Linked DNA regions of Rattus norvegicus: region 1 is linked to region 2. Evidence: chromatin contacts called from public Hi-C data. All regions are on one chromosome and are shown on one strand. Each heading gives the region's core, a stretch centred on a gene start, on an enhancer-like site or on the middle of the called end of the contact. The rest is flanking DNA. Distances are from core to core; before and after follow the strand shown. Region 1 overlaps Txnrd2 (thioredoxin reductase 2). Region 2 has its middle 17 kb from the start of Gp1bb.

What was found. Hi-C and Micro-C count contacts between places; a contact is called where the count stands out from the background.
Region 1: a contact with region 2 is called in a Hi-C map of the A7r5 cell line, with 3 times the contacts expected there. The contact joins two enhancer-like sites. A contact is called at or near these places in 10 of 12 Hi-C or Micro-C datasets (the A7r5 cell line, the Rat2 cell line, Schwann cells and 6 more) and 1 of 1 datasets of contacts at active chromatin or transcription factors (oligodendrocytes).

What each region holds. Positions count from the first base shown.
Region 1 is chr11:96,049,171-96,052,960 of GRCr8, forward strand. The region is part of intron 8 of Txnrd2 (thioredoxin reductase 2); the gene reads right to left. Among named protein-coding and RNA genes, the nearest start is that of Comt, 21 kb to the right of the region's middle. Within about 2 kb of position 2,416, at least 9 of the 93 cell types and tissues checked have an H3K27ac peak or open chromatin away from gene starts, as enhancers often do. A contact at or near this core is called in the A7r5 cell line, where this site is marked.
Region 2 is chr11:95,898,015-95,901,776 of GRCr8, forward strand. No RefSeq gene overlaps it. Among named protein-coding and RNA genes, the nearest start is that of Gp1bb, 17 kb to the left of the region's middle. Within about 2 kb of position 1,362, at least 12 of the 93 cell types and tissues checked have an H3K27ac peak or open chromatin away from gene starts, as enhancers often do. A contact at or near this core is called in the A7r5 cell line, where this site is marked.

The DNA.
Region 1 (3,790 bases), core at 1,166-3,665, 150 kb after region 2:
GATGTAAGGACGGATAAGCCTGATGTCAGTACTAATCCTGGCAAGTACTAATGATATAATTCCATTTCAAAAAGCGGCGGATCCCTCAGAATACTTGTGCAGGTGCCCTGCGGGAACCATCTGGCATGCGGCTCTGCACGGGAGCTGGGGACAGAACCACACTTACTGGCTGAGTACAAGATGGTCCCAGCTGGTCATACAATACTACTCAGCATGCGATGGATGTGGACAGGGGTCCTGGGATCCCCAGCAGGCGGGAAAAGCAGACGTGCTTTCTAGGCCCCTGAAAACACCCCCTGCACACGCCCACACAGGTGCAGCATGTCTGCAGGAGAGGTGCTTCCCAAAGTATAAAGCCTAACACTTTTGCATTTGATGTATACAGTGAGAGCTCTGAGCCACTTAAGATATGAAACTACGAGTTATTTGAGATGCAAACAGAATGGAGCTGCTTTGATCATCTTGTCTCACCTGTAGGACGGATGGTAAGAAAGTCTGTGAGCATCCAACAAGCAGTGCCCCTTCTCTCAATCCCCTAACAAGCAGTACCCAGCCCACCCCTCCCGACAAACCACGGAGACTCTAGCCCAGTGGGGCGACATCAGTGTAACCCTTCTGTTGATGACTGGGCCTCTCTATTTATCTCAAGCTCCCTTCAGACTCCCCCAAGCTAGCTGTATCCCCCAACCCCCAATCCTAGGCCCTCCCACCACACTGCTGAGCATGAAGCAAGCAGTCTCCTGGATCTGATTCTCGTGTTTCTGCAGTCCACGTGTGCCTCCCAGCCTCCCACAAAGCAGGCTGGGTGTAGGAGATGGGTGGGCCGGCAGCCAGGGATCACCATCTGCTCCAGCAGAGACCCATGAGCACCGTGGACCTCCTTCTGAGGTGGCCCCATAACAGAAGGTGGGGCACCATTTCCCAGGTGCCCCCAGCCCTCAGGCCACCAAGTCCAAATTGTGAACACTAGAGCACTCACAGGAAAGACAGACACCCATAGGCAGGCACATTCCTGGGGGTGGGGGAGTCTTGAGAGTGTGCTAAGGCCTCTACAAAAGCGCACATCTTGCTTGAATGGACAGTGACCTTGGGCCATTTGTTTTATGAGCTATGATGATGGTCAGCACTGGTTTTCTTACTCCACCTCTCCCTCTAATTGACCAATTAATGGGAATGCTTATTCTTTGAAAGATGAACACAAGAACTCAGAGGACTGAGGTTCTAGAGATGGCCACGCATGTCAATAATCCCAGCCCTTTGGAAGTGGAGATAGGAGGATCGTAAGTTCAAGGCCGACTTGAGCTACATAGTCTAAAGCCAGCCCTGACCTTATCCTGAAAAACAAACAAACAAACACCACTGGAACAAAAGCAGAGACAAAACTGAAGCTTCTGGATCCCGAGTCAGTCCCAGAGAGAGGCTGGCAGCTGTAGGTTGGCCCCGACTGGCCACACTCTCCAGGACCAGCCTCAGAGGCACAGTGACCAGTGCATCTGCAGCCTGGGAGACAGCAGTGATGGCAGTTTGGAAGGCTGTTTGGAAGTCCGGGACTTAACACCACATTTAAAAACCAGCGCACAGATCTTTGTTCAACCAGTAGTCACCATCCCGCACTCTGGTAGCCTTGAACCGTGTGTGTGTGTGTGTGTGTGTGTGTGTGTGTGTGTGTGTGTGTGTGTGGTGTCTCTGTGCCTTTTACTGTGCCAGCATTCTCCATGGGTGCATGAGTACCATGAGATTAGTCTAATCACAGGGTGGCTTGCTTGTCAGAATTGAAAGCAGGAGGAAGCAGACACGGACCTGTGAAGCTAGGCTTACAGTCTGCCTCTCAGCCTGGAGGACCCTAATCTTCTCTCCAGGAGGCACAGCCACACAAGTGACAGTCTCACAAGAGCACCTGGCCTCTTGGTAGCACTACCAGTCCAGGAAGTGCCAGTCAAGCCTCAGAGCTCCACGGAAGCAGCACAGAGGAGACAGAGGAGACACCACAGTCCTGGATCCTGGTGGAGCGGGCTCCCGACCTGCCTCGACCTGCCAGCAGCACCCAACCCTTGGGGGCCTGACAACCCCCACCCCCGCCCCCACCAAACCCTGAGTAGTGGAAGCTACCCAAGGTCCTTGCCCCACACAGGCAAACAAGCAGAAAAGCTGAGAATCAAGTCCTAGGCTGATAGCTGCTCTCCCTTCTGCTACACCAGACTATCACACGAAATGGAAACAGACTGAGCAGAAAATGAGACTACTATACAACCACGACTCTTGTGGCTCTTCTAGATAAAATATGCCTTCCCATCTCCTGTGCTTAGCATGAGAGGAAAATGGACACAGTACCCTGGGCAGCTTCCTGACTTTATGAGGGTCAGAGCAAAGCTACTTTCATGACCAACTCTGACGACAGCATTAAATCAGCCCATTATAAAACACTCTCTAGTGGGGCACGCTGACTCACGCTCACTCAGGAAAGTGAGACAGGGTGGGGTGGGGGTTGTCATGCAATTGAGGCCGCCTCAGGCTGCACAGCAGCTTCCAGACTGCACTAGAGACCCTGTCTCAAAATACAAAACACCATCTCGGCTTCATAGTGCCCAGAGACAGAAAGCTTCACGTTGGCATGGGCACATGGGAGTACACAGTCATGGGCAGTGTGGTGAGTAGCCGGGACACTCTGAATGGGACAAACAGCAGTGGGAGAGGTTAGCCCCAAGTGCTATAATAAGCCTTTTGGGGGCCTGAAGCAGTGTGAAGGGACATCAGGAAGAAGTACCGGGGGACAGCATCTCAGGCCCAGCATGGGAGAGGCTGCTAAGCCAGGGGCTCCCTCACTGCAGCTTCTTCACCTGCCCTGGGTGCCCAGAAACAGTGAGCCTAGCAAGAGCCCCCACTGGTCAGCCTGCTGGAGGCAAGGGGGTGTGGAAGAAGGTGACTGTGGGGCCCTGGTTCTGTGGAGCCCAGAGGATTCCTGGGGGTACGGGGAGGTGGGGATGCGGGAAGACAGCCTGAGCTCCAGGGTTAGAGGCAGGGCTAGCTCTTGCTACTTCCTTGTCACTACATAGCCAGTTCAAGCCCATGAATGCCAATGCCAAGTCCAACCTCCTTAAAGCAGGGTTAGGAGCAAGCCCATTTTTTCACCTCCATCCTCCCATTGCTTGGGCCTTGCTATATCAGGGGAACAGGTTTTCTGCAGGACACCAGTCACCTTCCATTGTCTCTTTCCTCTCTTTCCCCAAAGGGGCCCTGTGTTCTGGCCTCTCTAGCTCCTGACTCCCTCCTCCAACCTGTTATGGATGTTGGCAGTCAAAGAGCAACTGAAAAGGCAGGCCAGGCACACACTGGTGGCTGGGTGACCAAGACTGGGCAAGTACCAACTTGCAGTCCTACCCTGAGTTCCATACTGCTCAATCTCAGCCCCTCTAAGATAGGACGAGGAGTCTGAAGTCACCTCTGCAGGCTCAGGGGTTCTCACTAGGAAGTTGCTAGCATCCTGGTTCTAGCCGGGTGCTCCATCAGCTAACAGGTGTGGCAGCCTGGCCAGCACCCAGCTGCAGGGTGAAGGCTTAACCATGTCCCCTATAGACAGGGCTCAGACATAGGTGCCTCATCTCTGCCATTTGGCCAGCCCTGGGTTCTCTGAGACCCAGATGTCATCTAAGGAGGAACGGGACCCCTCATTTGATGCGCAGGGGCAAAGGCAGTGGGAGGCAATCCTGGGAGCCCAGACGGGTATAGTCACCGTGCTGAGCTCAGCTCCCCTCATGACTAGCCGGTGTTTATCACCACTCCCCATATACAC
Region 2 (3,762 bases), core at 112-2,611:
GGCCTGTGTGGGCAGGGCCAGGAACTGGGTTCCTCCTTTTGGGGTCCCAGCAGCCTAGTAAGAGGGGCAGACTGCCTGTCCATGCTGGTGTGTCCTACCTGTCAGCCCCTGTCCAGCCATGCCGAGCCCCCTGATCTCTCTTCCTCAGGATAGCACCCTGGAAAACAGGAGCGTTCTTCCCCTTGGGACCTCCTGGGAAGGAGCTGCTCATCACAGAGCTGTCCAAGAGACATCAGAAGGTCACTGCAGCTAGACAAACAGGACCAACTCTTCAAGACTCTTATCAGACCATAGTCCCTGTGGCTCCTTCCTAAGGCTCAATTCTGGCATTCAGACACATGGTGAGCATAGAGCTAGGCACATGACAGGAACTGAACAAGCACCTGGTACTCAGCAAAAACTCCCTTCAGAGCAGTCTGAATGACTCTTGCCTCCGGCCGTCCACATTTGCTCCTACAGAGTCAATTGAGACTTCTAGACCCTACCATGCCTCAGGCTACCTCTGTCTCTGTCTCTACCTCCCCAGTGGCTGTCATCGCTGCACCAGGGTCTTGGCACACTTAGAAATCAGGATCCTTCCAGACCTCAGTGGTGGTTTTCAGTGTATTTAACAATCCAAGCTACAGAGAAGAGAAGAGCAGGCCTATGCTGGGAAGACATGGAGCTGAAGCCACGGATGGGCACGTCCTGGGCTTGGGAGGCAGGGCTGACAAGACCTAAAGTCCAGGATGTTGTCTGAGAGTGGACCAGGCCAAACTGCACTGTTTAGAGCCCTAATCCTAACCCAGTGACACGGAGCTCAGAAGACCTTACGTCCAGTCTGGAGGCTGGAGCACAAGTCCAGTTACACTGGCCAAGAAGTGGAGGTGGCCGAGGGGCTCAGGGTTGCTGGGAGAGGTGGGGGATGTGAGCAGCTGCCATGGAAGAGGGAGAGGACAAAATCACAGGGCGACAGGGGGCTTGAGGAGAGAGGGGTCAGGACGCTCCAGAGTAAAGGACAGAGGAACACTGGGCAGTACTAGAGACAGGACTTCAAGTATGCTCAGTGGCAGAGCTTGACTGGTTGGCCAGGTCTCTTCCCATGAGACCAGAATGTGGCCAGCCACAGCGGCCAGGACAGTTTGCTGTGCTGGGTGTCCATCCTTCCTAAGAAGCTGTCAGCAGCCTAGACATGGGGCATGGGTGAGTGGGCAAGACGGGCACCAGGCTGTCCTGTGAGGACACAGAGCTCTGCCCTCAGCCTTGCCACCGGACACTCACATGACCTGTGCCTGGCCGCCTGCCCGCCCACCCACTCTGCTGCCAATCAGGATGACTATCCTCCTACCACACCTGCTCGTGGCTGACAGAGGTCTCTATTCCAGGCCAGCCGCCTGCTTGGGTTATATTTAGGCCACAGGGGTGGTGCTGAGCTCCTGACCCCCTCTTGGGGCCCAGAGCCGGGCAGCTGGACTGGGCTGACTGCCCAAGCCTGGCCTGGTGGCTCAGGAAGAGTGCTGAGGCCCGGTGACTGCCTGAGGTTGTGCCCCCAGTACCTCACGCATTGTTCCTTAGCTAATGGACGGAGAAGGGCCTGGGATCTCGTTGTTGTTCATGTGGGAAAGTAAAGCCTGAGCAGGGACTGGGCCCTAATTCACCCATGGAGCTTGAGCGGGATGACTGTGGAAAATTCAGGGGGCACAGTAAGACTGGGGAGCTAGGAGGACAGCCAGGGGCTGGGCAGACAGTGCAACTGTTCTCTCCTGGAGCTCCCTGCACCCTTCTGGGGGGGACCCTGACCCCAGCCTGTCTCATAGGATGCTGCTAGGCAGGAAGTGATCCTCATAAGCCACACTGCCTCTGCTGGTGCACAGGGACACTCCTTGATCTGACTCAGGCCTTAGATCTGACTCCGTTCTACCAGCCTGAGCCAGAGCTTAGGTTTCCTGCCCTCGTGCCAGCATGGAGGATCAGCGTGCCCCATCACCCCAAGACTGGTAGATATGACTCTGAAGACTTCAGACCCGAGGGCTTCTGTGAGATCTCTTGCTATAAACCCAGGCAGAGTGGATATGATCAGGCCCCCATGCTGGGTTCCTAGCCATCTGCCGTATTCCTGCACACATGCCCGGCTCTGGAGTCATCTGCCACTGTACTAGTCACAGCTCCGGAGAGGAACAGAACTGATAGAATGAATATGTGTCTATGCCTATACAGTCTAATAAATAAACATGCCATCTATCAAATCGGCTTACTTCAAAATAGTGACAAGGGCTGCTCCACACCTGAGAGGCCAGAGCCCCAGCAGAGGGAGTAGTGGCTGTCACACACCGGAGAGGGTGACAACCTGATAGACTGCCCTTTGTTCAGGAGGCCACGGGTCTCGAAGTCCTAGTTCTGGGAAATTTCCAGAAGAACTGCTGGCCCTTAGTGCACTTCTGCCATCAGGAGAGGAAGTAGCAGCAGCAACAGGCAAATCCCCTCTGGAGGAGATGGAGACCCTGTGCAGAAGAAGGTAGGGAAGCTTCACTTGTCAGACAGCTATCAGAAGGCACGGCCAACACTGGGGAGGCGGGTCTTCCCACACCAATTAAAGCAGTCAGGACGGCTCCTCAGGTGGAGCATCCTACTCAAATGTTTGGGGTTTTTGTTTGTTTGTTTTTGTTTTGTTTTGGACAGGGTTTCTCTGTGTAGCCCTGGCTGGCCTGGAACTCACAGAGATCTGCCTGCCTCTGCCTCTGAAGTACTTGGATTAAAGGCCTGGGAGACCCTGCTTGGATAATGGTAGTTTGTAGCAGTTGTCATTAAAACAGTGTGTCTCCTAGGGGGCGTGGCACTCTGCGCTCCTGAGTCTGGCCAGCTAGGAAAGCAACAGCTGTACAGACTGTTCTCTCTCTGTCTTGAACTCACAGATCTGGCCAGAGACCACCATCCTGCTCAACTGTCAGTTCCAGCTTGGCAGGTGTAAGTGTGTGTGTGTGTGTGTGTGTGTGTGTGTGTGATACTCACAGTTCAGTCCTCTCCCTCTCCCCAGCTTCCTGCCCTGTTGACCCAGGATCTGAATGAACGTCTGGGTCCCAGCCTTAACTCTTCCCCCATCACAGGAAGCACATCACGGGGGGACTGGGGGACCACAGGGCACGCAGAAGGCATTGAGGCCAGGGCCAAGGGCTCTTGCCGGAAGTGGCTGCCCTACCCTCTGAGGTTCAGGAAGTAGGGGTCTCCGAAACTTCCTCTGGGCCAGACTGCCTCAGTGGAGTTGAGCAGTGGAGGGTCAGAGGCCCGGCTGCAGCTGCCCCTTCCTCTCCAGCCAGCCGCCAGCTGGGTGGCCTGTATGTATGGGCTGGGAAGTGGGGATGCGGGTGGGTTCCTTGGGCTCTCACAGTTGACCAGCAGTCAGAACCGGAATACTCTAAGCTCGGCATGAGCAGAAGAAGACGGGGGAAGGGCTGCCTGAGCCTGTGTGCTTCCTGCCAGACTGGTCTCATTCTCAGTTTACCTATCTGTACAGCAAGGACTCCATCACTATGGGGAGGGCCAGAGGGGCTGACATGGAACTAGAAACTTCATAGGCAGTGGCTAGGTCTGGGAGGCATTTCAGCCCAGGCCCTGCTCTTGTGCTCACACCAACACCTTCCCCCATTACCCTCTTCCTAGGATCCCCTCCCCAGGACTCCCTCTCCAGGGTCCCCTCCCCAGGACTCCCCTCTCCAGGGTCCCCTCCCCATGTCCTCTCCCCAGGACTGAACTCCACATTTCCCTCCCTGTTGCCAAGCCTACCCC